5 separate regions of the Mus musculus genome follow, and regions 2, 3, 4 and 5 are each linked to region 1. Evidence: chromatin contacts called from public Hi-C and promoter capture Hi-C data. All regions are on one chromosome and are shown on one strand. Each heading gives the region's core, a stretch centred on a gene start, on an enhancer-like site or on the middle of the called end of the contact. The rest is flanking DNA. Distances are from core to core; before and after follow the strand shown.

The links. Promoter capture Hi-C pulls out the DNA fragments that hold promoters and counts their contacts. A called contact is a pair of places that touch in the nucleus more often than the background predicts. Capture Hi-C pulls out chosen DNA fragments and counts their contacts.
Region 2: a contact with region 1 is called in a promoter capture Hi-C map of the SN4741 cell line, with 4 times the contacts expected there. The contact joins the promoter of Pth2 here to the promoter of Bcat2 in region 1. A contact is called at or near these places in 7 of 39 promoter capture datasets (the C10 cell line, the HPC-7 cell line, the SN4741 cell line and 4 more), 1 of 484 Hi-C or Micro-C datasets (embryonic stem cells), 1 of 115 datasets of contacts at active chromatin or transcription factors (pancreatic cancer cells) and 2 of 9 other capture datasets (adipose tissue and liver).
Region 3: a promoter capture Hi-C map of adipose tissue shows a contact between it and region 1. The contact joins the promoter of Tmem143 here to the promoter of Bcat2 in region 1. A contact is called at or near these places in 2 of 39 promoter capture datasets (liver and pre-B cells), 2 of 115 datasets of contacts at active chromatin or transcription factors (bone marrow-derived macrophages and memory CD8 T cells) and 3 of 9 other capture datasets (adipose tissue, liver and pancreatic islet).
Region 4: a promoter capture Hi-C map of adipose tissue shows a contact between it and region 1. The contact joins the promoter of Kdelr1 here to the promoter of Bcat2 in region 1. A contact is called at or near these places in 3 of 39 promoter capture datasets (cranial neural crest, liver and second pharyngeal arch cranial neural crest), 1 of 115 datasets of contacts at active chromatin or transcription factors (memory CD8 T cells) and 3 of 9 other capture datasets (adipose tissue, liver and pancreatic islet).
Region 5: a contact with region 1 is called in a Hi-C map of cerebral cortex, with 3 times the contacts expected there. The contact joins the enhancer-like site here to the promoter of Bcat2 in region 1. A contact is called at or near these places in 8 of 39 promoter capture datasets (the HPC-7 cell line, cranial neural crest, frontonasal cranial neural crest and 4 more), 3 of 15 datasets of contacts at CTCF or cohesin (embryonic stem cells, large pre-B cells and pro-B cells), 15 of 484 Hi-C or Micro-C datasets (B cells, the HL-1 cell line, the N1E-115 cell line and 9 more), 10 of 115 datasets of contacts at active chromatin or transcription factors (embryonic hindbrain, embryonic stem cells, epiblast stem cells and 4 more) and 4 of 9 other capture datasets (adipose tissue, embryonic stem cells, liver and 1 more).

The regions. Positions count from the first base shown.
Region 1 is chr7:45,566,644-45,572,936 of GRCm38.p6, forward strand. It overlaps Bcat2 (branched chain aminotransferase 2, mitochondrial), which reads left to right and starts at 3,510. Exons shown (of 11, transcript NM_009737.3): 1 at 3,510-3,756. The coding sequence starts at 3,733. It overlaps 0610005C13Rik (RIKEN cDNA 0610005C13 gene), which reads right to left. Exons shown (of 5, transcript NR_038166.1): 4 at 4,343-4,549; 5 at 1,152-1,736. It overlaps Hsd17b14 (hydroxysteroid (17-beta) dehydrogenase 14), which reads left to right. Exons shown (of 9, transcript NM_025330.3): 9 at 4-678. The coding sequence ends at 186.
Region 2 is chr7:45,178,689-45,184,981 of GRCm38.p6, forward strand. Pth2 (parathyroid hormone 2) reads left to right here and starts at 2,307. Exons shown (of 3, transcript NM_053256.2): 1 at 2,307-2,503; 2 at 2,603-2,733; 3 at 2,910-3,150. The coding sequence starts at 2,606. The coding sequence ends at 3,084. Gfy (golgi-associated olfactory signaling regulator) reads right to left here and starts at 909. Exons shown (of 5, transcript NM_001195255.1): 1 at 801-909; 2 at 95-239; 3 at 1. Kash5 (KASH domain containing 5) reads right to left here. Exons shown (of 20, transcript NM_201374.2): 18 at 5,501-5,565; 19 at 5,304-5,420; 20 at 4,988-5,203. The coding sequence ends at 5,062.
Region 3 is chr7:45,893,998-45,900,290 of GRCm38.p6, forward strand. It overlaps Tmem143 (transmembrane protein 143), which reads left to right and starts at 3,072. Exons shown (of 8, transcript NM_144801.2): 1 at 3,072-3,104; 2 at 3,438-3,669; 3 at 5,635-5,739. The coding sequence starts at 3,082. It overlaps Syngr4 (synaptogyrin 4), which reads right to left and starts at 2,714. Exons shown (of 5, transcript NM_021482.2): 1 at 2,611-2,714; 2 at 1,694-1,894. The coding sequence starts at 1,786.
Region 4 is chr7:45,870,098-45,876,390 of GRCm38.p6, forward strand. It overlaps Kdelr1 (KDEL (Lys-Asp-Glu-Leu) endoplasmic reticulum protein retention receptor 1), which reads left to right and starts at 2,743. Exons shown (of 5, transcript NM_133950.2): 1 at 2,743-3,004; 2 at 3,662-3,762; 3 at 3,946-4,104. The coding sequence starts at 2,914. It also overlaps a transcript of Grin2d not described here.
Region 5 is chr7:45,301,650-45,307,942 of GRCm38.p6, forward strand. Trpm4 (transient receptor potential cation channel, subfamily M, member 4) reads right to left here. Exons shown (of 25, transcript NM_175130.4): 21 at 3,640-3,845; 22 at 3,299-3,431; 23 at 3,146-3,218; 24 at 2,960-3,065; 25 at 1,506-2,043. The coding sequence ends at 2,039. Gm39006 (a long non-coding RNA gene) reads right to left here and starts at 711. Exons shown (of 2, transcript XR_882064.2): 1 at 184-711. Within about 2 kb of position 3,777, at least 32 of the 459 cell types and tissues checked have an H3K27ac peak or open chromatin away from gene starts, as enhancers often do. A contact at or near this core is called in cerebral cortex, epiblast stem cells, hippocampal neurons and 2 more, where this site is marked.

The sequences.
Region 1 (6,293 bases), core at 2,260-4,759:
CAGCCCCTGGGCCGCATGGGCCAGCCAGCCGAGGTGGCGGCTGCAGCCGTTTTCCTGGCCTCTGAAGCCACCTTCTGTACAGGGCTTGAGCTTCTCGTGACCGGGGGTGCAGAACTGGGGTATGGACGCAAGGCTAGTAAAAGCAGCCTCGGGGAAGTCCCCACTCTCCCACCTAATGTACACTAACTATGTCTTGCCCATCCATTTCTCCCTCCCTTCCTTTCTTGTAGTACTGGAGATTAAACCTGGATCTCTTGTGTGCTAGGCAGAGGCTCTATCACTGAGTCACACTCCAGTGCCCCACTGGAGGATTCTAGGCAGGGGCTCTCCCACTTAACTTTCAGGTCCCAAAGAAACTCAGGATAAGCTAGCTGCTGGCAGCGAGGCCCTCTCAGTACCTGCTACTTCCCTTGCCCCTGCTCCTAACCTCTCTAGCCCAGGGACTTTGCGCCCCTCCCCGCAGCTTGATTCCTATAAAAACCTGCCATTTTGGATGAATGTGCTGTTCGCCCTTGGCTCCTTTCTTGGTCCACTTGCCCTCTCTCTTCTCTCTCTCTCCTTTCACTTTCTCTGCCCCTCCCTCCCTGATCTCATGGACCAGTTTAGTCTGGACTCTACCCGATGCCTCTGGCTATACTCTCCCTTATAGCTACAATAAAAGCCATCCCCCCAGTTATACCTTGGAGTGGTCGTGTCCTCTTTTCATTCATGAAGCACAACACCAGCCCCTCACCACCACACCGGGGCATTCCAGGCAGTGCTGCTCCACTAAGTCACACCTCCAGTACTTCCCTGGGGATTCTAAGCCAGTGCTCCACTTCTGAGTCAAGCCCCACCTCTTACTAGGGGCTCTACCATGGAGCTACACATTGCCAGCTCCCCATCCAGCATTTCCCACCTCCAATTCCAACCATCTTTGTCCCAGCTTCAACCCCAACACCTTAGGCTCTCCACCCACTTGCCATTCACCCTTCACTCATGAAAACAATTTGCAGCCGGGCGGTGATGCACTCAGGAGGCAGATCTCTGTGAGTTCGAGACCAGCCTGGTCTACAGAGTGAGTTCCAGGACAGCCAGGGCTATACAAAGAGAAACGCTGTCTTGAAAAATAAATAAAATGACAAAAAGGAGAAAATAAAAACAACTGGCATCCAGAAAGAAGACATTTATTTCCTGTTCTTCACACGAGTCTATCCACACTAGCATTGCTTCCTCCCCAGATAGTCCACGTGCATTCTTGACTCCAAAGAACTCTATCTCCCAGAGGCCTCGCAGCAGGCACCAACTCCTGTCTCCAGGGAGCACACTTCCGCTTCACCTCTGTGCTAATTAAAATGCTCACTGGGAAGAATTAAAGGGTCAACTGGAAGATAATGAAGGAGGCGCAAAAGAGCCTGCTTTATTCTTGGCCCTTAGGGGAGAAGAGTTTTGCTCTCTTTGCCAGTGCAATAGTGACAGTGGCTGCCGCTGTAAGGCGGCATAGAGTTGAGACATGTGGGTCAGAGGGAGGAGGCTGGCATTTGTTTTCCTTAGTTTGGAGCTGAAGGACACCGCGGGGGTGTGCTGGGGGAGGAACAGGCTCTGGACACTCCCCAGGTTGGGCACGGGGCGCCCCAGCTTCCGCACACCCTAGGTAAGGGGTGGAACTGCAAAATCGCTGTGGATTGGCCAAGGCAGAGGTGTGCGGCAATCGCTGATTGGTCGCGGCGGGGGCGTTTACTGTTGTGCGTTCCGCCCTGCAGTTTGAATCAGTAAGGGAGGAGGTCAGGTTTAGAAATGGAGAGTGGGAGGTGGGGGCGGGGTGAGCAATGTCTGCGGGGGAGCGTGTGTGGTGTGGTTTGGTTACTGTGCCCTGGGCAGTTTAAAGAACAGTGATCCGGTGTTGGGATTTGGGAGCAGTTGTGGCTGTAGAGCCTGAGAACATTCTGCAGAATTATAGAGACTCAGCAGAAGCTTCTTGTGTGTGTGTGTGTGTGTGTGTGTGTTCTGGCACCGATTGTCTAACTACCTCTGAAGCCTTAAAGGTGGAGAGCTAAGGATGAAGGGGTGTGGTTTGAAGCTGTAGGCTGATGTGAGGTCCTGTAATGATTTGAAGTATGAAATTTTTTTGAGCTTCTTAGGAAACTTGAAGGAGGCACAATGAACCATGGACCTGAGAACACATACACACCCCCCTCTGTGTGTGTACTCAAGCACTTATCTCAGAATTACAATGAACATGTTATCTCCTTGTGCAGAGTGAGGCGTCTTAGCTTCTAGCCATCATCTTTCTCCAAAGTCCTATTTCTTTTTGTCTCATTTGAGACAAGAGTTTAGCTTTCTCACTTAGGGTGCTTTTTTATTTGCAACAAACCTCCTGCCTCAGCTAGGCCTGGCTTAAAGTACACTTTCTCTGATCCACTGGCATTTACAGTGAACTGTTTCTTTTTTTTTTTTTTTTTTGGTTTTTTGAGACAGGGTTTCTCTGTGTAGCCCTGGCTGGCCTGGAACTCACTCTGTAGACAGAGTTGGCCTCGAACTCAAAATTCACCTGCCTCTGCCTCCCAAGTGCTAGGATTAAAGGCATGCGCCACCACACCCGGCTGCGCTGTTCCTTTTTATCAAAGCCGTCTGGCCCGCTTTGCCACTGATGATAGTTCCTGTGAATGTGCATTGTTGTTCTTGCTTTATTTTTAGAAAAGCGTTTTATAGCAAGCAGTGGTGGCACACCTTTAATTTCAGCTTTGGAGGCAGAGGCAGGAGGATCTCTGTAAGTCTGAGGACAACCTGGTTTACTTACCGAGCTAGTTCTAGGACAACCTGGGCTACACAGAGAAACACTGTCTCTAGATAGATAGATAGATAGATAGATAGATAGAAGAAAGAAAAAATGTTTTAAACTTTTTGTGTATGTGTATTGCCTGCACATATGTTAGTGTATCATGTGCATGCCGGTGCCTGTGGAACTCGGAAGAGGGCACAGAATCCCTTGGAACTGGAGTTACAGGCACTTATGAGCTATGTGGGTGCTAGGAACCAAGCCCGGTCCTCTCTAAGAGCAGCCCAGTACTTTTAACTGTTGCGCCCTCTTTCCAACCTCTTTTTTTTGTTTGTTTGTTTTTCGAGACAGGGTTTCTCTGTGTAGCCCTGGCTGTCCTGGAACTCACTTTGTAGACCAGGCTGGCCTCGAACTCAGAAATCCTCCTGCCTCTGCCTCGAGTGCTGGGAGGCAGTGTTTTAAGGCAGGGTCTTACCAGATAGCCCTGGCTGGCTTGGAACTAATTAGGTGGCTCAGAATGGTTTTGGACTCACAGAGATCCTTCCACCTGTCTCCCAAACGCTGAGCTTAAGACGTGTGCCACCATGCTCGGCGACATATACAAAATTTAGAGGTCTGGATCTGTTCCCAGGGGTTAGAGCGCTTCCCAAACATTCACGAGCCCACGGATTCCATACTCAGATGCCAAACAAAAGCCAAAGTAAATGCCTAGCTGGGAGTGAGTGTGGCTGTGGTAGAGCAGGGTAGGGTGGAGGCGAGGAGGGAGAGAGTGCGGCAGGTCGGGACCGTTCCCGCGCAGGATCTTCACAGCAGAGCCTGGGTCCCTGTGGTCCCAGAACTAAGGACGGCCTGGCAGAAGTGAGGCTCGACACAGCAGCCATCTGCGGGAGGGGGCGTGAGCAGGGCGGGGCCCGAATGCCTTTCACCAGGCCGCGCCCCAGGCGGGCACAGTCACCAGCCGCACACACCGGATCATGGCTGCAGCCACACTAGGACAGGTGGGTGCGTGGCCGGCCGGCGCTGGGGGCTCTGGGGGACCTGATGCGGGGGGGGCGCACTTCCGGGTGGACCACTGGCGCGCAGCCTTTCCGGCTTGGCGTCATTCCTCTGTGCCTCGGGTTCCGCTGCCCAGCACGGAGGCGGATGGACCCCCCCTTGGGAAGAAAGACGGGGCTATAACGGGCGGGCGGCAGAATGGGTAGACAGGAGTGGGGCGCGAGAGGTGCCTGAACCGGGAGCTCGGACGTGGGGAGCCATGGAGGAGGACTATAATGGGAGAAGTACAGGGTGGGGTGGATGCGGGGAAGTTGTGGCTGGGGCATGCAGCCTGTGTGTGTTAAGGACCAGTTGCTCTTGGGTTCCTTTAGACAAGGGGCCCAGGACCTCTTGGGACTTAGTGTATGGCTTGGCGCAGGGTCTTGGGTGGGAATTGAACCCAAGATCTTATTTCTTGGAACAAAAAGCACATGTCGATGTGTGCAGTGTCTGAGGCTCTCTGTACCTGGTTTTGTAATCCCAGTCAAGTTTCTGTCTGTCAAAATGATAAAAGATCCTCCAGACCAGAAGACTTCAGTCAGTGCTTACCGATGGTGTCAAGCGGTGTCATAGATGGAGAATCTATGATATTTCGTTTGTTTGTTTGTCTTTTCGAGGTAGGGTTTCACTGCATACTCCCAGCTGTCCCGTTGCTCTGTAGACCACCAGGTTGGCCTCGAACTCTGCCCGCCTCTGCCTTCTGAGTCCTAGAATTAAAGTCCTGGGCCACCACTGCTGAGCTTGAGAGTCTGTGATCTTAAGAGAACGTGATAAATAAGTGTGGAAACAGCTGGCCATAACCTTGGGGGAAAGCGTTTGCTGTTAGCTCCCACCTGCTTATCAGAAGTTCTCGCTCCAGGCTGGCGAATTCCTGAACAAACCTTTAAGTCCCCCAGTTCTTAGTGACAGACAGAAATGTTCTATGCAGATGGTCTTGGGATATGACGGGGACAAGAATCTAGGCTCTGACTGTGTGGTGGCCTTGGATGGATACAGCATTGCCATACTGGACCAATCTCTAATTCTAATGGGACAGAACTGGGTTCTGAAGACAGTTTTACCCTGTAATGGAGACACTTTGAACATGAGCCTGCTCAGAGCTATGAGTATCTAGTGGTGAGTGTCCACAAAGTGAAATTTTGGAGTATAGAGGAACCTGCTGGCTGGGGTTTGCAAGGACTGTCTTACAGGGACTAGCCTAGACTGGCATTGGGATACTCTGAGTCTGAAAGAAACAGCCCTTCAACTGGCCAAGGACAACCCTGGCTGTAGAGGGGAACATGTTTGGGATGGGGTCAGGAAACAGCCCTGAGCTGTGTTAGGACACTATGTTGCTCTATAAGGGACTGTCCTGAGGTGACTGGTTGTATCTGAGCCTTGGACTTCTACAAATCTGATGGAGAGTCTGTCCTATGATGAGGACAGCCTGGGGCTATGTGAGGAGATAGCATGGTGTAGGGACAGTTATCTGAGACAGGACAACACCTTACTATGATAATTATTTTGCTTACTTTTGGCGTGAGAGTGGAGCTTTGGCAAGAACACCTGATCTTTGATGGATACTGTGTTTCAGTTCTGGGCTGCTGGGATGTGAAAGGAGCATGGGCAAACCACAGGGAACCCTGCCCAGCACCCTCCCCTTTAATCTCTGAACTCTGCTTCCACTCTTTTCTACTTCCTGTAGCCCCCACCCCCAACCCCCATCTAGCTTCCTTCTTTAAGCTTAATTCTTATCCTATGGTATGGGGGAGGGGTGTTCTTTGAGCCAAGAGAAGACTACTGTTGGCCTTACAGAATTGCTCCAGGAAGACAAAGGTAGCACTTCCGAGGTTGCAAGAGCTCTGTGCCAGCTCAGACTCATCATCTCTTGACACAATGCCTTTTCTGTGCCTCAAGGCTGTGTGATGTTTCTCTCCCTCCATTCCCCTGGATCTCTCTCTCTCTCTCTCTCTCTTTCTCTTTTTTTGGTTTTTTGAGACGGGGTTTCTCTGTATAGCTCTGGCTGTCCTGGAACTCACTTTTGTAGACCAGGCTGGCCTCGAACTCAGAAATCCACCTGCCTCTGCCTCCCAAGTGCTGGGATTAAAGGTGTGCGCCATCACCACCCGGCTCCCCTGGATCTCTTTAGCTTGGGCTGGGCTTGAGCTTTTGATCCTCCTGCTTCACCCTCCCGAGTTCTGTGACGACGATGGGTTTGTGTTACCAAACCCAGTTTAGAGTTTCTTTGACTCTCTGCTTTTCCCTTCCCTCCTGGTATTGCCCACCCCTGCCCCTTTCTCCGTTACATTTTGGTTGCCTGTGGGTCCCGGGGAATCAGACTCAGTCCCTCAGGCATGCTGATGGGTCTCCTTACCCAGTAAGTCATCTCAGTCCTCTCTTTATAATCATAACTCTCTTGACAGCTCTCAGTCTCCGGTTCTTTTTTTTAATGAGACAGGGTCTCATAATGTAGGCCAGGCAGGCCTTGAACTCAGAGATCTGCATGTCCCTGCCTCCTGAG
Region 2 (6,293 bases), core at 1,057-3,556, 390 kb before region 1:
GCTGTGGAAGGAGTATGTAGGAAACAGTCAAGGCCAAAGCATCTAGAGCCACGCCCACCCAAACGCCACACCCACTCCCAGAGGCCACACCCACCGGCTCCCAGGAGGTCCAGATCTGTCCAGGGACCCTGGCAAAAGCCAACAGCAACTCCTTGGAGGCTGTGGGATGGTAACCGGTCACCAAGGATACAGGACTTCAGGGATTCTTGGGAGTGGTAGTGCGTTTTCCAGTGGGGTCCCTGAAAAATTGGGACAGGATGACACCTTTTCAAGATCCCACAAATATTAGATTCCACCTTCAGAGGGTGTCAGATGGCCAAGGGGACATAGGACAACCTTCTCCCAAGGCTCTTAAGAGGCCAGGACTGCAAAGGCTTTAACACCTGAGGATGATGAGAATGAAGAGCTGGGGCCCAAACTCAGTGGGAGGAGGAAGACTCCACAGTCCTGAGATGCAAACTGTTGGGCTCTGAGTCTATGTCTCTGGTTCTTGGCAGAAATTGGGTACTTAGAGATTTTGAATATTGGGGCCTACAAGCAGGGGTGAAGGGTTACAGGGGGAAGGACATGGGATCCCTGGACCACGGGCTAGATGATGTCTGGATCTTAGAGTTCCAGGGCTTTAAGAAATAGGGATGTGAGGTGTGGACTCCTCAACCTGATGGGGATGCAGACAGGACAGTGGGCTCACACCCCTGTTTACAGAGCTAGGGATCCAGTAACTCCAGTGGTGGACTGGAGATGCAGGAGTGAGTGAGTTGGGATGGGACAGGGTCATCCGGAGTCAAGGGGGCTCTTACCTGCTCGGTGGTATCAAAGACAACAGCAGGTGATCAGCGCTGAACAAAGAGATAGGCAGGGAGTGCAGCCGAATGGCGCTGGAAGGAACAGGCAGTAGGGTCCCAGAGGCACACAGGTGACAGGTGACGCACCTGACCCCCTCCCTGGGGAATCCTGAGAGCATAGCAACAGGCTGGGATTCTTAAAGGGACAGAGACATAGGATCTCATCGATAAGGTAGAAAAGGAAGTTAGAATTGGACCAAGCTGTGATCTCTTTGCAGTGAGGGTTTGGCATGGTGTGATGATACAGGCCTGGGATCCCTGCTCGCAGAAGGCACAGGCAAGAGGATTATGAGTTCAAAGCAAGCTTGGGTGACTTAGTGAGACCCAGGACAGCCTGAGCTACAGAAACTCTAAAACAAAAATAAAACCCAACCAGTCAAATATACACACACAGAACAAAACTATCAACCCAACAGACACAAAATCCAGCTGGGTGGTGGTGGAGCACACCTTTAATCCTAGCACTTGGGAGACAGAGGCCAGTGGATCTGGGTTCTAGGCCAGCCTGGCCTACAGAGCAAGTTCCAGGGCAGCCAGGGCTACACAGAGAAACCTTGTCCCAAAATACAAAGTAAGTAAAAATGAGTTCTATGTCCTCTCCCACTCCCCACTCAAATCTAAGGATCTGAGTCCCTGGTACCTTTTTAGTCTAACCTCACCAGGCCATACTGCTCTCTTCAGACTGAAGAATCCAGGAATCCAGGCTTTCGGAACATAGAAGTGGGGGGCCCTGTCTGGACCACCTTTCTGTTTGGGATTCCAAGTTTGGCTCCTCATCTCTGTGGAGGTAGGAATCCAGGGCCTGTTCCCTTGCCCATGATACGGGAAGAGGGTGTTGCTCTTTACCCCCACCCCACCCCTCTTTAAGACAGTCTTAATATGTAGCATACACAGGCCTCAAATCTGCAGTGGTTGTTTCTGCCTCCTGAGTGTACGGCACCATAGGGTGGCCTTGGGAGCCCCCTTGAAACATGCCAGGTATGAATGGTTGGCCCTAATCTTCACCATACCCCCATGTCCCTTGTAGGGAGGGAAAGACTTTTCCCAGTGGAAGCCCAGGGCCTCCTGTGTCCCATTTCACGGTGGTGACTTCACCTGTTTGCACACTACCACCGCCTGCCTCTCTCTCTGTCTCTGTCTCTCTCTGTCTCTCTTTCTCTCTGTCTCTCTCTTGTCCCTGGCTCTCTCCTGACCAGCTCCTTTCCACACCCTCTCTTCTCAGCCTTCCTCTCTTCCTTCTTGCTTTTCCCTTCCTAGGCATCTTGTCTTTGCCCTTCTGTCTGGAGGTTATTTCTTTTCTGTCTTTCTCCCTTGTGTCCCTCTGCTCTCTTTCCTGCCTCTCTCTTGTGTTCTCGACTTGTGCTCTGATGGTCCCCCTCTCCAGTCTCTATTTTTATCCCTCTGACACACCCCTTGTGTCCACCTCTCTGTCTGTACCACCACCCCCCCTTCTTCAGTACTAGCTCTGGGTCCCAATTAGTTGGTGTTGGCCACGGCAGCGCAGGGCCCCACCAGGCTTCTCATTACCGCTGGCGGCTCCTAATGAGCGTGGGGTGGAGTGACCCCGCGCCCCCAGCCCGGCCTGCGTCACTGCCGCCGCGGGGGCTGTGAGGGTATATAAAAGGGGCGTGAGCATAGCTGCCTGAGCCCACTGCACGGTAGGGGGTCCTGTAGGAGGCTGGTGGCAGGGTTGGATTGTGGGCCCTAGGCTTCTGGGCGGGATGATGACATTGAGATTCTGGCCCCTGTATCCACAGGTGATGGAGACCTGCCAGATGTCCAGGAGCCCCCGAGAGCGGCTGTTGCTGCTTTTGCTGCTGCTACTGCTTGTGCCCTGGGGCACTGGCCCTGCCTCAGGTGTTGCCCTGCCCCTCGCTGGTGTGTTCAGGTAGGTGTGAGGTCCCGGACACCCAAAGAAGGGAGGAGAGGACCCCCCGCCCCAAAGGAAGGCAAGATACCGCATGCGGGGAGTTGGGGAGGGCAGGGGTGCTTAGCGTCGGACTGCAGTGGGGACCCGCGGTGGCCTGTGGGGCCTAGCGCGCAATCACATCTCTCTTCCCCCAGCCTCCGCGCCCCGGGTCGTGCCTGGGCGGGCTTGGGTAGCCCCCTGTCTCGGCGCAGCCTGGCGCTAGCTGACGACGCGGCCTTTCGGGAGCGCGCGCGCCTGCTGGCCGCCCTGGAGCGCCGCCGCTGGCTGGACTCTTACATGCAGAAGCTGTTGCTACTGGACGCGCCCTGAGCCTAATAAAGAGCCTGTCGCACTGCGACTGCGCCTCTTTGCTGCGCCACTCTCTTGTGGGTGTGTGGGGAGGGGGCCCCACAGCCTCACTGCAACCGGGACCCTCCGCATCCTCGCTTCTCCGGGTTCCCTCTTGGGTCATCTGCCTCGAGACTCTTGTTCTCTCTGGATTCCCTCGCCCGTGGGTCCCTGATCCAGCTCTGTTTTGGTCCGGTTTTTTTTGGGGGGGGGGGAGGGATTATTCTTCCGAGACAGGGTTTCTCTGTGTAGCCCTGGCTGTCCTGGAACTCACTCTGTAGACCAGGCTGGCCTTGAGCTCGAGAGCTTCGCCTGCCTCTGCCTCCCAAGTGCTAGGATTAAAGGCAAGCGTCACCATATCCTGCTGGGTCGGGATTTCATAACCTTTTTGGGCCTCGTGTTTATCGGCCGGGGAGGGCTCCAGCAGTTCCGAGCTGGACCGCGGCAGGTGCCGGATAAGGAAACTAAGCAGAGCCCGCGGCTCGGGGAGGCGCAGTCCCCACCTGTTTATTCGGAGAGCCCGCGGAGCGAGCGGACCGCGCCCTGATTGGTCTGAAGAGGAGGGTGGGGTCCAGGAGACCGCCCTCCAAAATTTGCATTTTCTGGAGGCGGACCGAGCCCTCATTGGCTTTTATGCTGTGAGGGCGGAGTTGCCTCTTGCAGCTCCTGCTCGGTCTACCGCGCAGAAGCAGAAGCGGTTAGCAGGAGGCGCACACAGAAATCCGGGTTTCCGCGAGGCGACACTTAACGCCCCGAAATCCCGAGTTTTGACGGCTGTCTCCAGCCATCAAACCGCCTTAGAGCTTAGGATGCGGCCAAAGAGCTCACCCATCTCCAAACCCTTCCTCCGAAAAGGAGGACTTTTTTTGGACTACTACCCTCCAGCAGCCCCCTTCCCCTGCCGGCCAGCGCTGGCCTGTCCTTCCGCACAAGGACCTGCTCAGAACTAGTTCCATCCGCCGCTCCACACATGGCTGGAGTCTTGATCTCGAGTGTCTAGGCCTGCCTTTCTCAACCCCCTCCTGGGCACTGGGAAGAACTTTTGGGCTGGAGCCCCAGGCTGACCTCTGCATTTCTCAGAGGCCGCCCAGGCTGCCAGCCTGCCCTTCCTGACTCTCCTTCCCATGGCCGAGCTGTTCGGCTGACTGACTCTTCAGCCTGGAACACCCTCCCGCTGCCAACTGAATACCAACTACACCTTCTCTCAAAGCAGAGTGCAGGCGGGTGGCACCTTCTTGAAGAGAACAGCTCCAGAGAATAGTGCATGCATGCGTAGTATGTAGGTGTGTGTGTGTGTGTGTGTGTGTGTGTGTGTGTGTTCTCAGGCTGCACCCATCTTAGTCCAAAGGCTCCAAGAGGCTCCTGGCATTGTAAACCATGGAGCCAGTGTTAAGAAGGGGAAACTGAGTGCAGCCGAGGGTGCAGCAAGGTCCTGGCTTGGAGTGCTTATGATCCAGAGGCCTCACTCAGAGCAGTCTGGCAATTCCAGAGCTCAGAGTCTGCAAGCCAGTGGTCTTGCTTAGCCCCATGTTTCATGAAGTTGCCACTGAGGAGCTGTCAGAGAAGCCTCTGGCTTGCTTGCTCAGACACACTCTGACTGACCAGGCTATGTACTCAGAGCAGAGGAGCCTGCCTGGCCTACCACAAAGAGATACAACTCAGGGACAGCAAGCTCTCTCCAGGCCTGCCCTGTGATGATGCTACAATAGCAGCCTCCAAAGCAGGAGAGAAGGATGGCAAAAACTTAGAGACCTTGGGTTCCCTCTTGACCCAGTGGAGGCCCAGTTGTCCTCCTCCCCCGAACTTGTGTGATGAGGAAATCATCCTGTGAAGTCATTACTATGTGATTTGCTATTGTTAAGAAACAGGAGAGAGCCAGGAGAGGTCATGGTCACATAACACAACTTAGGGATGTGGGTCCCATGCTGACGGAGGAGGTATAGTGGTGGGAAGGGTGCCTCACACTGGTGGCGGCTGTAGGTAGTAGAGCTGCAGGTGAGGCCAGGTGGGTGGCGGGGACTGGCTGAACAGCAGGATGGAGAGCAGCAGCAGCAGCAGCAGGCCCAAGACGGGTGTGGGGACCAGTGGGTGCTGGCTGATTCTGGAGGGGAGGCAGGAGAGGCTGACGGTGGCCCCAGGAAGATGGGTCTCACAAACTCATGGCACCCCCACCCGCACCTGGGGACATTTAAAGGGCACACCTGATCCCTGGGGAGTGCTGGGGATGCAGACAGTGCTGGGTCCGTGACCTCTCAACTGGCACCAGGTCTCTCACCACAGGCATGAGGGCTTGGTGCATCTCTGGTACAATGTGGCAACTGGAAGGCAGAAGGGACAGACATTATTACTAGGCTTGGTCTGTCCTAAGTCCCTTCCCAGTTCCCAAGTGTCTCTTTACCTCTCACGAGAGCTTCCTGGGGCAAGTTTATGGTGATAGGTTCCCAGAGGGCTGGAAGGGTCAGCCTGGGTGAGGAAGGACAGAACACATCCAGTCACTGAATTTGCAGCCCTTAGTCAGCACCCTGGATGCAGACTACACAGGAGGCCATGTGTCCCCGCTGGTCAGGGATGACTACAGCCTTCTGCTCGCCGGGTGAGTGAGTGAATGGGGAGAGCAGGCAGGGCAAGAACAGTGCCTATGACACAGTAGTTAACGAGGGCGAGAGACTCTCAGCCCACACTTCTCTTCCTCCTCCCACCTGATCCTGTTGAGTTTCCACCCCCCAGGGCATTGGTTTACAGGTGCGTGTTCCTATGCCAGGCACACATGCTATGGCTAAGTTGCCTCCCAGTGCCAGCCTGTCACCCCTCCTTCTGTCTCTCTGGAAGGGCCACCTGTCTGCCAGTCAGGGTCTTCCAATGCCCACATTTGCTCCAAATACAATGACCAGCAGTGATAAACCAAGTAGCATGCCACTCCCAACTGCTAGGTCTTGCACCCAACTCTGCCTGGCACTGAACTGAGAACAGAGAGGAGCTGGGTCTCCTCAGTGAGGGGCCTGAGTGTGACAGGGCGGTGAGGACTCCAGTGCCTGTCCTACACTTCTCAGTCGCTGGCCTCGTCGCTCATCAACTTCCTTTACCTCCCCTTGACAAGAGCTGGGCTGAGACCTCTACCTGTCCTGCCACGGACAAGGGTGGAGGAGCCCAGGCCCAGGCAGTCTGGCCAGATCTTTGAGCCCACAAGTTCC
Region 3 (6,293 bases), core at 1,822-4,321, 330 kb after region 1:
GTGGTTGGATGAGAATGACCCCCACAGGCTCAGGTGCTCAGGTTGTTGGTTTTGTTCTGTGTTTGTTTTGAGGCAGGGTCTTTCTGTGTATTTTTGGCTGCTTTGGAGCTTGCTATATAGACCAGGCAGGCTTCAAACTCAGGCAGATCCTTCTGCTTCTGCCTCTATAGTGCTAGGATTGAAGGTGTGTGGCACCACACCTTGACCAGGCTCATATATTTGAATGCTTGGTCCTCAGTTGGTGAAACTGTTTGGTAAAGATGAGGGGTGTGGCCTTTTGGAAGGAAGTGTGTCACTAGGGGTGAAGTTTTGAGTTTTCAAGTGCCCATGCTACCCCAGTTCTCTCTCTCTCTCTCTCTCTCTCTCTCTCTCTCTCTCTCTCTCTCTCTCTCTCTCTCTCTCTTCCTCTCTTCAACTTGCAGATAAGAGGTAAGTTCTCAGCCACTTCTCCAGCACCATGCTTGTCTGCCTGCTGCCTTGCTCCCTGCCATGATGGTCATGGACTCCCCCTTTGAAACGACAAGCAAGCCCCCAATTAAATGCCTTCGTTTCTGAGTTGCCTCGGTCATGGCATCTCTTCACAGCAATAGAAAAGAAACTAAGACTCACAACAGACTCCAACGCCAGTTCCAGGTGACCTGAGCCCCTATGGCCTCCACCACCACCTGCATGCCTGTGGCGCACATAAACTCATGAAGCCACATATATATGCTTCTAAAATCTTTAAAAGGAGAAGGAGGCAGTGTGGGTCGCAGCCCATAGACACAGATGGCCCTTGTACTGATGTTCAGAGAGAGGCAGTGGCTGGCTGGTTCTATTCCAAGGTTACATAGCACCAGTGGGCTGAATGGGGACTTTGCTCTCAGTGTCCAGATCCCTTGGGAAGATGGTAGTGATGCACAGAAAGCATCGGCATCACGCCTGGCACAGTGATGACTCACATCTGCTCCCTGAGTCTGGTGCTTGTGGTCCTCCCAGATCTATGCTTTTTTAAAAAAATAGATCTAGTCCCTGTTCACCCCTCCCCTACCTGAGAAATAGAAAATGGATGGGTCCTAGCATCTCCTAGAACCGAGTGGTGCTTCCCCCCTTTTGTGTTAACCTTAATGGATGCTGTCCCATGGAACTTCCTGGCATGGTGAAGTGGCCTGAATCTATGCTGTCCAACTGGAGACTCATAAGGCACCTTTGGCAACTAAGCCCCTGAAATATGGCCACCATGATTGCAGAGCAGCCCATTTGAATCCCATTTGATGAGTTGGAATTGGAGTAGCACCCGTGGCTTGTGGCTACTCCACTGGACAAGCAGTCTTCAAACACTGATGCCATTTATCAAAATTATGGGGTTTTTTGGGGGGGTGGCTTTACTTTTCTTCGCCTTTGAAAGGGTTCTTTTTCACTTTTTCCATTTTCTTACACTGTAACCCAGGCTGGCCTCAAACCTATGTCAATCCTCCTACCTCAGTCTTTTATGTGCTGGTGTGACAGATTTGAGAGGCCCTTTGAGGAGCCCCAGGTTTGAGGGGCTCTTTCTTGTGATGACTCGGTTGATGCTGACAGTGGCTAGTGACCAGATACTCAGTAAAAGGTGGCTTCAGTTTTGGGCTCCTGTCTGCTTCTCTCCCTCTCTGACCACACTGACCCCTTGCCCTCTTCCTGGATGTCGCCTGTGTCCTGACCCCTGGGGTCTCACCCCTCCGAAGATCCTTGAGATGCTCTTTGGTCTCCTCAGAAAGCGCACAGTCTCATTGTCTGCCAGGTCGTGGAGGCTTTCAGGGAGGTGCATAGTGGCTGCTCTTCTTTGGGTGTCCCGGGAGGTAGGGGCAGGGGTGTTGGGTGCTGCTTTCTGGGCACCACTTCCTGTGTGCCTCAGACCCACCTCAAGGCTCAGCTACTGCAAGAAAAGAGGAATGGGAATGTCAGAGTAAAAGTGCTGGGAGTGGGGAGTACTGGCCCTTCCTTTGTGGGGATGGATAGGCTGAGGGGCTGTTAGGAGCCCTAGGAACAGAGGGGGTGGGCTGAAGGGGCTGGCTGCTCCCGTTTTCAGTTGTCAGGAATATGGGGTGAGAAACTGCTGGGTGGTCTTAGGTGCTGGAGATGAGACATGATAGGGTATGTGGGAGGTTCTGGAAATGGGAGCACGGCTGGAAGGCTGCTTCGGGGTTCCAGAAGTTGGAAATGTAGGCTGATGGGCTATTGGAGGTTTCAGGTGCTGATAAGGGGCCAGAGGGTTCTGAGGGCCCTAGATTTTGGGAATACAGGATGAGGGTGATAAGGGGTGGCAGGTCTGCTGGGCCCTCAGAGTGGGGTCAATAGGGGGACTGTAGACTGGTCCTTGAGGGAATGCAGCTACCCTAGGTATAGAAGACCACGTAGAGCCCAGCAATATTTGAGGTGTTCCCTAACTTGGGTCATTTTCCGTAACACCAGGCTTGCTTAGGCTTCAGCTCTGTTTCAGGATGACATATTGTCTTAAGACTGAAGCCTCAGAAACCAGCTGCCACTCGGTATGAGAGTCATGGCAACCTCCTTAGACTAGGGGCTTCCCTTCTAAGGACCTGGGGGCGGAAGTGCTGAGACCCCAAGGGGACGCTGGCTGAAGAGAACCACCTCTTCTCCGAGGGCCGAGGACCTGCGTTCCTCTTCTGCCTGCCTGGCTTCCTCTCCTGGTCCCGGGAGCCACCTCTAGCCTCTTTTTGGTTCCTCTTTTTCCCGCCTTTTCTGTCCTCTACAGATGATTGGCTGCAGCCAAGTCCCGCCCCTTTCCTTTCCGCCTATCCGAACTGACTATGGAAAGGGCGTGGTCTCGGCGGACGTTGGGCGGGTCGCCGTTGGCCGGGCGCGCGCGAGGGCCCGACCCAGCTCCAAATAGCGGACCACACGTCTTCAGCGCGTGCGCATTACCTTTAAAAAAAAAAAAAAAAAAAAAAAAAAAAAAGGACTAGCGATGAGGCATGCGCAGTTGAGATAAAGGCTATTAAATGGTTTCAAGCGGCTCAGGCTGTGCGCATGCGCCTTACTGCTTGCTGAAGCCAATCCTCTGGGCCTAGGACCTCTTACTGCACATGCGCAGAAGGCTCAATGACAGTCGCGCGTTGGTTAAGGTGAGGGCAGGGTGGGGGATTGCATGGCCCAGGAAGGACGGCCCAGCACCCGCTATTAACTTTTCCTAGTTTTTCAACACTCCTGAGCTCCACCTCATTGTTTAAGCTTCTCAGAGACCATTTGTACCGCTTCAGGGTCCCTGGGCCTGCAAGATACTCCAAACTACGACCTCTGACCCTATTCCGGAGCCAACCTAAATGTGCAGTGTAGAAGGAACCGGAAAGGGATTAGAGGGAGGGAGACTGGCCAGGAACTGTCCCCGAAGGGAGGGGTGTGTGGAGGTACTACCTCCAACTGACCTTTGACATCCCCCTTCATTTGCTTATGTTTAGGCTCTGGGAAAGGGGGCAGGCCATGTTGCATGTGACCTGGGGGTCCAAGGTCCGACTATGGTCCCTGGTGCCTGCTCTCCTCGGGACTCCCCGAGCTCTGTCGTCCCTGGAGAACAGGATGGGGGTGTACCGCAAGATGTGGAACCCCAAGGAGCCCTGCGACTGGGCCCAGCAGTACCGCGAGCGCTTCATTCCATTCTCCAAGGAGCAGCTGCTCCGCCTCCTGATACAGGTACCGCCCATCAGTGGTCTAAGGACCTAGAGACTACAGTTTCCAGCCGACCTCGCGACTGCACCACTATACCTGCTTTTGAGGTCTGCGCTAGCGCCCTCCTGGGAGTGTAGTTTCTGGTCCCTTTGGCGTTCCTAGTGGGTTCGAGAAAGTTGGAATGCAGGGGCTAGAAAGAACTCCAAGATGAGATGCCTAAAGATCTCTGGACTTGGGCTTCTTCTGGGGCCTTGAACAGGCACACTGGGACATAAGTTTTTCCCTTGAAATAGATGTAACTATCATCCTCATAATTCCTTTCTAGTACATAATAAATTTGTATCTGCAAAGCCATAATGATAATTATTATCACACCTTGAGCTCTTTATTCCGTGGCACCGTGCTAAGTGTTTGTAATGTATAGAGCCATCAGAACAACCCTGTGAGAGGCCACCATTATCCCATTTTACAGGTTTAAAGGCAGTGACCCATCCAAAGCTACAGTGAGTGGCCCATGCTTGCTTGACTCTAGAGTGCGCCCCTTACTTCACCCCTGATCTATTCCATAGCTTGAGCTCTCAGCCCTCCATCACTGTCAGATGATCATTAGTATAATAGTGATTTACTGAACACCTGCTGTGTCTACCAAGTCCCGTGCTAGATTTTATGCCCACATGCATACGTACAAGCACAAACAATCTCATCAAAAACTCCCCCTAGTGGCTGGAGAGATGGCTCAGTGGTTAAGAGCACTGACTGCTCTTCCAGAGGACCTGAGTTCAATTCTCAGCAACCACATGATGGCTCACAACCATCTGTAATGGGATCCGATGCCTTCTTCTGGTGTGTCTGAAGTCAGCAACAATGTACTGATATAAATAAAAATAATTTAAAAAAATTCCTCTAGTCAGCCTGAGAAGATGGCTTACCAGTTAGAAGCATTTGTTACTCTTGCAGAGGACCCAGGATCTGCTTCTAGTACCCACATGATAACTCACAACCACCCATAGCTCTAGTTCCAGGGGATCAGCCAGTGCCGCCTTCTGACCATTGCTGGCACATATGTGGTGCACATACATGCAATCAAAACACACATATATGTAAACACGCGATAAATTAGATTCTCTCTGGAGTCAGATGAGCCCATCATGACCCTCAGAAATGGCTTCACTGAACCTCAGTTTCCTCTTTTGAAAAACTGAAGTTTTAATTCCATCCACCCCGTCCCTTCTTTGGAGGATGATGTTCTGCAAAGGAAGAGCGGCTGCCACAGAGCACATGTTCTGTGGATGTGCGGCTGCCACAGAGCAGGTGCCAAGCCTCTGCATCCTGTAGACTTCTCTTCCCCGTGCTATGCTGGGTCTGTATAATTGACCAAATCAGTTTTTAAGATTTATTTATTTATTTATTGTATGCATATGAGTACACCACCACTGCTCTCTTCAAACACACCAGAAGAGGGCACTGGAACCCATTATAGATGGTTGTGAGCCACCATGTGGTTGCTGGGAATTGAATTCAGGACCTCTGGAAGAACAGTTAGTGCTCTTAACCACCGAGCCATCTCTTCAGCCCGACCAAATCATTTTTTCTTTTTTTTTAAAGATTTATTTATTTATTATATGTAAGTATACTGTAGCTGTGTTCAGATACTTTTTCTTCTCTCTCTGGCCCACTCGCTCTGGCCTCAAGATTTATTTATTTATCATATGTAAGTACACTGTAGCTGTCTTCAGACATCCCAGAAGAGGGCATCAGATCTCATTACAGATGGTTGTGAGCCACTGTGAGGTTACTGGGATTTGAACTCAGGACCTTCAGAAGAGCAGTCAGTGTTCTTAACCACTGTGCCTCCTCTCCAGCCCTCTGATCAGCTTTTAAATACAAATGTAAAAGCCCAGAATTTCCATCCTGTACGTGGTTGCCTTGAAAGGGTTCCTCTGGAGGAAGAGGAGAGAGGCCTAACTGGGTTTTCTTTCTGGGTGTCAGGAGTTCCACTCCAGCCCAGCGGAGAGAGCAGCTTTGGAGGCATTCTCAGCTCACGTGGACTTCTGTACCCTCTTTCACTACCATCAGCTCCTGGCCAGGCTGCAGGTGAGGATGGCTCTCCAGTCCTGCCGTGTGTGTTTGCTCGTCGTCTGTTTAGTATGGTGTGATGGATACTTGCTTGGAGCCTGGTTCTCTTTTATGTTCTGAGGACTCTGCTATGGCCAGGACAGATGTGGTCATGACCTCATGGAGCAGGCATGAGGATGGCAGGGTGGGATAGGAACTAAAATGAATGTAAAATATGTCTGGCTGAGGGATCTGCAGGGAGAAGGGACTGGGGTGTCCTTGAACTCATAGAGACCGACACTTCTGCCTCCTCTGTACTGCGCCTGGAGGAAGCTAGTTATTCCAGTTGGACAGCAGAGGGAGACTGAAGGCTCGGAGAAGCTATGGAAGGCTCTTGACACTGACTGTCAGGGAGTTAGTGTTGTTTCTGATATTATAACAGAAAGGCTCTCGGTTCGCCGTTATATACACTAGCGTGTCTCCTCAGGGACATGAAGCTTTAGTCTGAGCTCAGAGTGTTCAGGATCTGGGGTCCAATGAGGGTTGCTTCCTCATTCAGAGTGGATGCTCTCACCTTGTCCACACATGCGGGA
Region 4 (6,293 bases), core at 1,493-3,992, 300 kb after region 1:
TGCCCCCCCTACTGGCTTCAGTCCGGGCTCCTCCCCTGGCTGGCATGTCCCATTACCTCTCCCTAGCTTATTGGCACCCCCTTTGTGCTCTCAGCACCCCCTCCCTTGTCTCTGTCTGTCTGTCTGGGTCACCTCTGAAGCCAGTGGCTCGTGTGTATGTTTTATAAGGAGCGTGAGGCTGCCTATCAGGGGAACTGCTTGCCCATTCCTTGCTTGGCCACCTCCAGACCCCCCCCCCCGTGCCCCCACTCTCAAGCACAGGCAGGAACACAGATGCAGATGCTCATACACACAACCTCACTTCCCTGGGATTCCCCCTCAACACCCCCGGACACACACACACACACACACACACACACACACACACACACACGCTTGCGCAGGGCCCCAACATGGGCGTGTTGTCGCTGCTCTCAGTGGCTGTTTGGACAGACAGGAGGACACAGGCATCCGGGGACACACAGACACTCGGCTGGACGCAGGCAGGAGGCACAGAACCCAGGTGCACACCATCCATCCAGGTTTGGGGGCTCAGGGAACAGATCGGGGGCCCGTGAGGTGCAGGCAGGAGGCTCAGGGTCGGTCCAGACAGACAGACCCCTCCTCCCTCAGCTACCGCCGCTGCAGCCCTTACAGACACACACCCCCCACCAGCCAGCCTGACACCAAGGCATACATCCTCACCTAGCAGATGGCTGTAGCACGAGAGACCCCTGGGGGCCAGGCGGACCCACCCAGGCTGGTACCCCTCAACAGGGCGCTGCTGGCCGAGGAGGCTGTGGGCGCAGGCGGAGGGTGGCTGGCGGCAGCGGCCACGGCTTGCAGGAGCCAGAGCGGGAGGGACTCGCACACTCGCTGTTCCCGCACACTCACTCAGGATGCGATTAACATTCAGTCCCCGTCCCTCCCTGCCAGGAGACCCACAGCTGCCCCCCTCACGCTTCCCTAGGGACCCCTCTTCCCATTAGGTCTGAGGGAGGGGGCCAGCCCTTACCCCATTTCAAAGTCTCTGATTTCCTCATGGGACCGAGGGGCTGCGACGAAATGGGAGGAAGCAGAGGTAGATGGACAAGGACACCACCTGGTACAGACAGTTTGAGACCTAGAGAGAGGGCTGGGGTCACTGTCACTTGCCCCTTCCCTCTTCTGCACTTCAGCACCCGCCATACTAAGACCCAGCCTGTGAATTTTATGGCTGCAAAGACAGGATGCATGCTGTCTCTCTTGGAGCCAGGAATCTAGACTCCAAGTCCCTTATCCCTTGGACCCAGTTGTCCAGATGCCAGCCCACCTCCCTCATACCCAAGGGACTAGACCCTAGTTCTTTCCCTCTAGACGGATGGGGCTGGATCCCAGTTCTCCTACCTCAGACTGTAGCCCTCCCCTTAAACCTATGGGGCTAGGCTCCCAGTCCCCTCCTCCCTCAGACCTAGATGTCCATACTCGACCCTCTTCTTTCAGGCCTAGGTGGCCAGACTCTGGCACCATTTTCTGTGACCTAGGGGTTAGATCCCAGCCATCCTCCCTCCAAACCAGGGGTCCAGAATCCCTGGATTCCAAGTTGTGGATCTTCTATTTCAGATTTGGGGTCCAATGCCTGGCCCTGTTCTCTCAGAAGCAGGAATTTAGATAACAGCCCTCCTTTCGAAGACCACAGATTCTCCCTTAGTCCTTCTCGATCATACCTGGGGGCCAGGTCTTGAGCAAGTTCCTCACTGAGGGACCACTTGATGAGTGAGGGACTAGTCTCTCACAGCTCTGAGTACACAATTCCCTGGAGGAAAACTGCTTCCTTTGTCACAGACACAGTAATCCTAAACTATAACCCTACTTTTGAGGTTCTGAGGTCCCATAAAGTCACCTGTCCATCTTGCCTCTGGTAGGACAGTCCTTAGTATCTAACATTGGGAGGAGTGTGCTTCAGGATTCCCGGGTCCCTGAGAATGGAAGTTGGAGGTGGAGAAAGAGAGGTGGAGGAGGGGAAGAGAGAGGGAGAATATGAATGTGTAGAGGCGCTGGGACCTAGGCCTGTAGCAGTCGATTGGAGCCCTGCTTCTCGTGCCCTAAGACCTGGGAAGACTCGGGTCATGACAGTTTCTGAAAGAGCCAGGACCTGGCATTTTGGGTCTTAGAAGGAGGATGGAGTTATGGGTGTAGATTCCCAGGTCAGAATGTTGAGCAATAAAGTAATTGTTGGGGATAGGATTGTAGAGGCGGTAGGCTCAGTCAGGATCCCCGAGTGTGTGGCAGTGGGGCCTGGGTTTTCTAACTGAATTGGGACTAGAGATCACAGACAAAGCTAGAAGTCTACCCTCTTAATCTCCAGGATTCTTGTTGTTGTTACTATTAGTATTAATAATTTGTGCAGGAATAGACTGTCACTGTGGAGCCCTAGGCCTGGAACTGGGGGGTCCCTCTGCTTCATCCTCCCAGTACTAAGATTACAGGCTACACCATCACCCAACACAGCACTAGGATCTTTAGATTCAGAACTCAAACTTCAGGATTCCTGTTTAAGGGCAGAGGTTAGACGAACTCTCTACAGTTCCTTACTAAAGAGAAGGCACCTGGGAATGTGGGACCCTAAAGACCCTTCCATCAGTTAGTAGGCTTATTCGATACGACTCTGCAAAGCAGGTTGCAGGCGCCAGAGGGCGCCAGACAGTCAACCCGCCCTTGGGGTGGCGCTACAGCTCAGACTCCTCCCTTCCCACCTCGGCCCTCCTCCCTTTTCTCCCAGCCAGCTTTACCACCAGCTCCGGCCTCGGCTCACCTTCCAGAGCCCCTTCCCCGGAGCTGAGCTACCGAAGGGCTTCTCTCCCGCCCTCAACCCAGCAGCACCGCAGCTCCGGGGCAGCCCGGCCGGCCAGCCTCCCCCCCCACCCAGCTCAGCCCTGCCCGAGTCCCCCAGTCATGAACCTCTTCCGATTCCTGGGAGACCTCTCCCACCTCCTAGCTATCATCTTGTTACTGCTCAAAATCTGGAAGTCCCGATCGTGTGCGGGTGAGAGGCCCCCCCGCGGAGAGGGGGCGGGAGCGGGCCGCTCTGGGGCACCGGGAAGGCTGGAGCTCGGCAGGTCAGAGTCCTCCCGGACTGCCTGCTGGGGATCACTTTTCTAGTTCTAGGGTCACCAGGGGGTCAGCTCCTTTCCCTAGACTAAGGGGTACACATAGTTTGGTGGGGGTGGCTTCGGGCGTTCAGTTCAACCTTCTGCAGCACCCTTTGGGACAGCTCTGGGTGTTCCGGGGCTGGGAACCAGGAGCCATGGCAGGCGGGGAGGTGGCTGGGAGTTGGTGACGTGGACTGTGGAAGGCCAGGAAGGGAGCGGGAGGAAGGTGACCGACTGGGAGGCTGAAGTCAGGCAGGGCTCTCCCTAGGTCCCAGTGTAGGTCTAGACTGTCAGGAGGACCTGAGGGAGACAGAAGGACCGGCGAGGCCTAGCCTGGGATAGAGCCTCGGTCTCTAGTATTTTTGGAGCCGGCTGCCCCCTGCCTGTGGATGGTGGAAAAAGGGCCGAGCTCAGGCTTAAAGGCCTTGGGGAATCGCTGTGGTCTAGAGCTCCAGCCGGCTGGCCCAGGCGCTGCATGTTAGTTTATTATTGCCCCAAGTAGCCCACCTCCAGCTCCCTCCACCCTGCCCTTCGTTCTCTGTCTCAACCAGGCATTTCAGGGAAGAGCCAAGTCCTGTTTGCTGTGGTGTTCACTGCCCGATATCTGGACCTGTTCACCAACTACATTTCACTCTACAACACCTGCATGAAGGTAGAGTTGCAGTCAGCCCCCTGTGGCAGGGTTCCAGGCCAGGGATCAGGGAGGAGTCACCAAAGAGGCTTGGGCCTAGACATATGGTCTGAGGGAGGTGGCTGGGGAACATGATTTCTCTCTCCCTCACCGTGACCTGAGGCCCTACCTGTGAGCTGAGATGCCCTGTTACCCTCTTATCAGGTGGTCTACATAGCTTGTTCCTTTACCACGGTGTGGATGATCTACAGCAAGTTCAAAGCTACTTATGATGGCAACCACGACACTTTCCGGGTGGAGTTCCTCGTCGTTCCTACTGCTATTTTGGCTTTCCTGGTCAACCATGACTTCACCCCTCTGGAGGTAGGTTTCTGCTGGGCCTGTGTGGTGGTTGGGTAGAGGCAGAGTATCTGACAGGAGGCCCTGTCAGGTGTCTTCCTCTACACAGCTTGCTAAGGCCTAAGTTCGTCGGTGGCAGACACTGTGAACATAATCACAACCCAGCATCCCATTTGCTGCTCTGAGCAGTTAATGTACCTGGCGTCTAGAGTGGCACCCCTTAAGTCGTCTGAATGTCCAAGGGCACCTAGTCCAGCAAGAGCTGGGCTGATGAGGGCTAGGAATGGCAAGCAGAGCTCTGCGGTGGGGCCACGTGAGTTTAAATCCCAGTTACACATCCTATTTTTAGTTTGTTTTTTTTTTCCTCTCAGGAAGTGTTGGAGATAGAGTCTAGGGTCTTATGCATGCGAGGCCGGTGCTTTCTTCTGGAGGCACTGTCAATTATTGGTTTTCTAAGATAGGGGCTGGCCTAGAACTTACAGTCCTCTTGCTTCACTGCTTGGATTATAGCTGTCTGTTATCTCCCCTGGTTGGGAGCCCCAATTTCTACTATAATGACTTCAGCCTCTTTGCCTCAGTTTCCCCATTGTAAAATGGTCATGAGAGGGTCACTGGGTTCAGGGTTGCCTGGTGGTTATATGCAGAGACTCTGGAGCTGAGGTACAGGGACTGGAAGCTTGCTTCTTCAGCTGGACAGTGGTGGGACTATGGACCAGTGTACACCTGGGCTTTTTGTAAAATGGGGAAATGAGGGGATGGATAGATGGCTAAAAGGACACACAACCAAAAGGACAAGAGGAAGTCAGTCCCTGCCTCTTAGCATCCTTCTGTAAGGTGCAGGATGGAGCCTAGGCCCTGTGCACCACTGAGCGCTCCAGCCCTCTCAGCTGTGATGGGAGGTTAATGTGTTTGAAGTGGTCTGGTTTGAGATGGGAAAGGACTGGTTAGCATTTGCTGAGGACCTGGCTAGTCTCTATGGTACTTCCACCTCCAGCTGGTGGGTGTTGTGATTTTTAACCCTTTGGTGTTTTGGTTGGGTCTGTATGTGTTCAACTCTTGCCTCATGGGCTGGTGGGAGTCATTAGCTGGAGCCCCTCCCCTTTGCAGCCCACTCCCATCTTACAGGGAGCCGCCCCTGCGTGGTCAGACAGGCTGCGGTTTTCAGCAGAAGCTGAAGTTTGGGAGTCCTCGGACAAGATCTAGCTTTAATGTTTTAGCTACATATTCAAGATACATTTCTTTTTCTTTCCCTCTTATTAAGTCACCATGGAGATTGTCATGGTGGGGTATTTGGGAAAAAAAATTTTTTTTTTTCTTTTTTGTTTGTTTTTGAGATGAGATTTCTCTGTAGCCCTGTCTGCTCTGTAGACCAGACCAGGAGAAAAGTTTTCAATTAGCAATAATTGCACCTTGGATAAACTTCATTGACTATGATACTCCCACTGTGCAAAGCTCAAAATGTGTGAGTAAAAGCACTGTGCAGGCTAAAGTCAGCCTAGGCCCATGGGCCCCTGAAGCAGCAGAGGGAGGGTGGCTGTCGTGCTGGGAGCCCAGCTAGACCCTGCCTGCAAATGGGCCACTACCACTGTGCTGCATGGGCATTACCTAAACCGTCGAGTTACTCCCTACCGCAGCCAGCTTGGGGTTACTGGACTCATTTCCCAGGTTCGGAGACTCACTAAGGTGGGATAGGCAGAGAGGGTGACTGTCTTCTGTTCTCTGAGTCTGTGCTAGTAAATAGTGCACTCTAAGAGGGGAAAATAACTTTTAAGACATGATTCTGCTGTGTAGGCCAGAATAGCCATCAGTTAAAACCAATACTCTTGCTTCAGCCTCCCAAGAGCTGGGAGGGGTACAAGCCTGTACCACCATCGCTCTCCCGGTGCCTGTCTTCAATCTGGGGCAGAAGCAGGTAGATCTCAGCCAAGAACACACAGTGAGACCCTGCCCCCCAAAACGAATGAATGAATGATTAATAATAAAAATAAATAAAACAAAATAAAGTTCAGATTCGGGGCTAGAGACAGCTCGGCAGTTAAGAGTATTCCCTGCAGAATTTGGTCACTTTAGGTCCAGGGGTCCTGTGCTTTCTTTCTATCCTACACAGGCACCCAGTGTATATGTGGCATTCACTTATACAGACATACACAAAAATAAAAATAAAAACAGATCTTAAATTCATGGGTCTGGAGAGAAATGATTAAGAGCATTTC
Region 5 (6,293 bases), core at 2,527-5,026, 260 kb before region 1:
CCTCCCAAGTGCTGGGATTAATAGGCATGCGCCACCACTGCCTGGCCAGGTCTGGGGTTTGACTTTGCCTTGCTTACAAGTTAGTCTAGTGTTGTGTTATAGATGCAGCCAAAAGGCATAAGACTCCAAGATCAGAGAGGGGGAGGGGGCTCGCCTTTTCTCAGTTCAGAAAGTGGTACTAACACATGAGCATTGGTTTCCCTGGACTCCACAGTGCCAAGGGATGTAGTAGACATTGAGGCTCCTCCATGGGGTCCTGAACCAAACTCCTGGACTGAGTTTAAAGGATTCTTACAAACAGATCCACTCAAATTTAGCCATCTGGAGTGACATTTCTGCCGACGAGATATGCTGGTTCCTAGATCAAAAAAAGCTCAAGGGGTCTGGGGAGGCAGCTAGCACAGTTTCCTAGAGTCCAGAGAGAGATTAAGAGAGTAGCCCAGTGGTAGAGAGCTCCTGTCTAGAATCCCCCAGGGAAGGGCTGGGCCACCATTACGTGGTGCTGGAAGATGCTTGCTGTAACCTGAGTTTGATTCCTGGGAGACACGTGGTAGAAGGAAAACATTGCTCCCTAACTTGTCACTCTGATCTTCATCCATACATTGTGGCATCAATACGACGACCTACACAGGCAGGAACGAACATGCACAGGCACATACACACACACACACACACACACACACACACACACACATACACACCAACACACACACAAAATAAAAATGGAATCTTTGGGGCTGGAGAGATGGCTCAGCGGGTAAGAGCACTGATTGCTCTTCCAGAGGTCCTGAGTTCAAATCCCAGCAACCACATGGAGGCTCAAAACCATCTGTAATGAGATCTCACACTCTCTTCTGGAGCTTCTGAAGACAGCTACAGTGTACTTACATATAACAATAAATAAATAAATCTAAAAAAAAAAGGAATCTTTAAACATCTAAATTCCTAGCACCCAAGAAAAATGGATCTGCCCTCCCTTGATGCACTCTAGGAAAAGTCGGATTTATGAACCAGACAACACAAGGCCAGCCACACAGAAGGCAACATGTGTCAGTGAGTGCTAGCACTAGCCCCTTCTTACTGCCACCATGGTGACCGTTTGGGTTGGCAGAATGGACCCAGGATTTCCAGGGAGAGTCTGGTTGTACGTCTGGCCGTGTTCCAACATGGCTCTACACCCAGAGAGGCCCCGGAGCTGGAATCCCTCCAATTTGGAGGATGTTTTGGTTTTGATTTTTGGATGTGTTGGCTGCTGGTGGCTTTCTCGCTATTTAACTAATAATCGCTGTCAGTTCAGCCTTGTCATTACCGTCTTAGTTTGTTATGGGTTATTTAGTTAAATTGCAATGTATAATGATGTGGATTTGCCTCCACCCCCGTGTGAGTGTGGCCTGCAATTTTCCACTAATTAGACTTTTTAAAGACACATATGCATTTACCTACTCAAATCTGCATCATCTGTTTGTATGTTGCCTGAGCAGATGACAGCAGCGCCCACCCTCCTCTGGGACCAGCTCTCTTTATTACCACCCTGTTATGTTCCCACGGGAAAGCAGAAAGCGGCAGGGGCTCAGACGCCCCTGTCTCCTGCAGGGAAAGCCACCCAAACAGAGGCTCTGGGTCTAAGTCGGCAGCTGCAATGGTCTGGGGAAGGACAGATTCCCAACATCACACACCTGCTCCACAGGAGCCAAGCATGTGCGAAAATCCTCATCAAATGGTTTTATTTCCCCATTGTGGGGAAGCTGTGTGTAGGGTCTGTGGTTCCTGCACCCCAGGACCCTCCTGCTTCCTCTGCTGTGTGGCTGGGCCCACAAAGAGGCCAACTTTGCCAGCTCAGAGCTTGATTCACCCAAGGTGAGGCTGCTCTGGGAAGGAGTCCCTCGGTGATACTCGCAGTGTGTCTGGACAGCAACCCATAAGCATGGGATTCGTGGTGAGGATAAGGCCACCAGTTGTGTCGCTTGAGGCAGACTGGGCCCAGCTTGAGGAATGAACCCTCTCTGGATGCAAACACCTAGACATCCACCAGGAACACTCAGTCTGGAAGAGAGACGGAGAGGACAGTGGGTGATGAGTCCCAGGAAATGAGAGAATGGCAAAAAGAAGCAGTGCAGGGGACACAGTCAGTGGGCAAAGTGCCTGTCACACAAGCAGGAGACCTGAGCTCAGACTGTGCCCTGGTTAAGCTCTGTCAACCTGAGCCATTTGAGAGGAAGAGCCTCGATGGTTTAGATCAAATAGACCTGTGGGCATGTCTGGGGGGCATTATCTTGATTGCCAATTGGTGTAGAAAGGCCCAGGCCACTGTGGGCAACCCCATTTCCTGGGGTGAGGAGTCCTGAACTGTTTGCTGAAGCTGGCTGGACGGAAGGTGCTGTGGTCCAGCGAACAGCGTTGTTCGTGGCTTCTGGTGCGTTTCTTTGGCTGTGAGCTTTCTGGTTATAGGTGAGAACGTCCACGCTCTCTCCCTGTTTCCCTCACTGATGGATTGTAACCTGGAAGCATAAGCCAAGTAAATTCTTCATCCCCTAAGTTGCTTTTGGTCGGTATTTTATCCTAGCAACAGATATGAAACCAGAACAGGCACACAGCAGCCATATTAAAAAGAGCGGGGAGAGACAGTGGCACCCTGGGGTGAACACCGGACCCACTTCAAAAGACGGGGGAGTGGGGCAGGTACAGAAGGATTTCGCAGTGTGTCGGGACAGCAACCCAAAGCCAACTGGAGACACCTGGGCCTAGGGATAGGTCCCGTTTCAAGGAATGAATGAGAGAGAGAGAGAGAGAGAGAGAGAGAGAGGTCAACCCTGGCCTGCACAGGCATGCACACTCACGCCAGCTACACACATCCCCACACAAGCAGACAACAGAGCCTTCAGCAGACCAAGCAAGGGACCCAGGAACAACGGGAAGGCCCACGGGGGGATGTCTTGCAGAAGCCCAGGACCACACTGACCTTTGGAACCAGTGGGGCTCGGAGGGGGTGGGGCCCCTGGAGGCAGCAAGGCAGAGTGGCTAAGGGCCTCAGCCATCCAAGTCAGGACTCGAGAACAGTGTTGGACCTGGGAAGACAGGAATAAGTCAAGGCAGGAGCAGGGAAGCAGGGGGTCCCAGCCCCGCCAGCCCACGCCCAGGTCCTCACCTCTCTCTCCAGCCCCCTCAGACGCCGATCGTACTCTCTGATCTGTCCCAGCTGCTTCAGTGCAGTGTCCACCCTAAAAAGAGAGAGAGTTCTCCTAGCTGAAGACAGAACGTCCCACCTGCAGGTCCTGCCCACAGCAGGCCCCCGCCTCACTTCTGAGACGTGCGTTTCAAACGCTCCGAGTCACTGTCTCGCTTGTCCCGAGCTTGTGCCAACAGGAAGTTCTCTTTGTGCACAGACTCCCAAGTCAGCAGCTTCCGCTCTGCTTCCTTAGAGAGACAGACACCTGCAGGGCCAAGTCCCAGGAGTCAAAGGGCAGGACCACTTGGGAACTTGTCCCCTCCCCAAAGCCACCAAATTCCTCATGCCTCGTCCCCAGATGGGTGCAGATCCTGACACCTTCCCCGAGCCCCACCCACCTGCTTTTCTTCTCCCCTCCCCAAACGCCCCCCCCCCCCCGCCCCACTCCCATGCAGACCAAGCTCCAGTCTCACGGAAGTGCTCGAAGACTGGGGAGGCGGGCAAGTTAGCCCTGCGACACCTGCGACACCTGCGCAGCCACTTGATGAGGAGGCGCACATGAGAGATGATGATGAGGGGTGGGGCCAGGGCAGGCCTCGAATGGAATTCCCGGATGAGGCTGTAGCGCTGTGCCTTCCAGTAGAGGTCGCTGTTGCCGTGCACTTTGCTGAAGGTGTAGCTGTGGAGGCCAGAGGTCAATAGTCACGGGAAGCCAATAAAGGACCCTGATCATAGGACTGGATTAGGAGTCGAGATAAAGTAGTCAGAGACCGCAAGAGCACGTGGCACCCGCAGAGCACTCACATTCAGTTCTCAGCACTAATATGGAAGCTCCAATTCCAAAAGATCAGTGCCTTCTTCTGGTCTCTGCCAGCACTGTACTCATGTGGTGTACATGCATGTATACATACATACATACATACATACATACATACATACATACAATGGATGAAGAGTCTGCACGGGTTCCAGGCATCAAGCTGAGGTCCTTGAGCTTGCAAGACAAATGCTTTACTGACTGAGCCACGGCCACCCAACTCCAACATTCTGGCTTTGATGTTTTCAAAATTCTACAGTGGGTTCTTGATAGTTTTTGTTTTTGTTTTTGAGACAGGGTTTCTCTGTGTAGCCCTGGCTATCCTGGAACTCTTGTAGACCAGGCTGGCCTTGAACTCAGAGATTCACTGGCCCCTGCCTCCCAAGTGCTGGGATTAAAGGCATGAGCCACCATTGCCTGGATTTTTTTTTTAAAGGTTAATTTATTTTTACATGCATAACTATTTTGCCTACATGTATGTCTGTGCATATTACCCACAGAGGCCAGAAGAGGATGTCGGATCTCCTGGAACTGGGATTACAGGAAGTTGTGAACTTCCACGTGAGTGCTGGGAGTCGATCCCATGTCCTCTATAAAAGCAGTCAGTGACCCTAACCACTGAGCCATCTCTCCATCCCCTGTTTGATTCTGATATAGGGATTCATGTACCCCAGGCTTCTGATCCTCCTGCCTTGACCTTCCGAGTGCTGGGACAAGCTTGCTCCACCACACCATCCTGAGCCCAGCTGGTTTCTAACAAGGACTTTATGCCCAGTGTCTTTAATGCACTCTCCTGAACTGACACAAAGACTGAAGTAGGGCCTGTCCTCACACTGCGAACTAAATTAACTCCAAATGGGCTAATGATCAATAGCTAAGAGCTAAACCCCAAAATCAACTCTTAAGTTTCCAGACTCTGGAGTTTAGATTGACCCTCTGTATGGGACTGTAAAATGTGTGGGTTTTTTAAAATTTCTTTTTCCTTTTAATGTTTCCTATTCTTACAAATAATAACCAGTTCTCTTAACTCCCTGCCAGCCCTCCTCCTAGTTTCCAGCCCCGCCCCTTCAAAGGTTTCTCCCAACTGATCTACCCTCAGCTGGGGACAGTCTGCTTCGGATTCCGGGCATCGAGCTGAGGTCCTTGTGTTTGGCGCATAACAGGCTCAGAATGAGTGGTTGGTCAGAATGAAGGTGTGCATTAGTGACTAAATCAACTTGGGTCCATTTAATACCAAATAGCTCGTTGTTTCCTCTGTGTTAAAAGCTCTGTGAAGATGCCCTGGGAAGTCAATACATGGGCAGCATTGTGAGCACAATGTCATGAGTGGAGGTGTGACCCAGGTCCCTGCTCATTTGCTAAGGCTGTGTGACAGCAGAGGTGAGGAATCTGAGGCAGGGCTCTGCTTATGCCAACGTAAAGAGACAGCTAAGAGTCTCCACCCCAATATTGTCTCCCTGACTCTGCACAAATAGGGAATAAATGCGTTACCACGTGAGCGAGCGACTGGGATTCAGCATGCGTAGGGACTGGGCTCTAGATCCACTAGGTTAAGAGCCTGCGTGAGTGTGTCCCTTCTCCCAGTTTTCCCAATCTAGCAGCTCCAAACTGTAACAACTGGTCTAGCCTATCTTCTCAGCTCAGCTTCTCCTGGCTCAACTGTCTCCAACTGTCTTCTCTTCTCACCCTGGTTGCCCAAGCCCAAGTCCTTTCTCAGCCTCAGCTGGCCTTATATATCCTCTCCCGTTCCCGGAAATCCAAAAGGCAATCACCACTGAAGTCCCTGGCATCAGGCAATTCTAACAGCTATGAGCTCTTTTGTTTGTTTGTCTGTTTTTCTTTTTGTTTTCTTTCCAGACAGGGTTTCTCTGTGTAGCCCTGGCTGTCCTGGAACTCACTCTGTAGACCAGGCTGAGCTGGAACTCAGAGCTCTGCCTGCCTCTGCCTCCCAAGTGCTAGGATTAAAGGCCTGACTCAGCTAAGAAATCTTAAAGAACCAGTTAACTAGCAACTGGGGATCCTTTGAAGGACCAGACACACAAAATAAATCACATTACATGCGACAAGAGCAAGAATATAAGCAACAAAAACCAAAAACCAAAACCAAACAAACAAAAAAAAACCGGACTGGAGCGATGGCTCAGCTAAGGTTAAGAGCACTGGCTGCTCTTGCAAAAGGATCCAGACTCAGTTTCCAGCAGCTACTCGGTAGCTCACAGTCACCTGTAACTCCAGTCCCAGAGGATCCGATGTCCTTCTTCTGACCACCATAGGCACTTTCCACGCACATGGTACACATACATACATGCA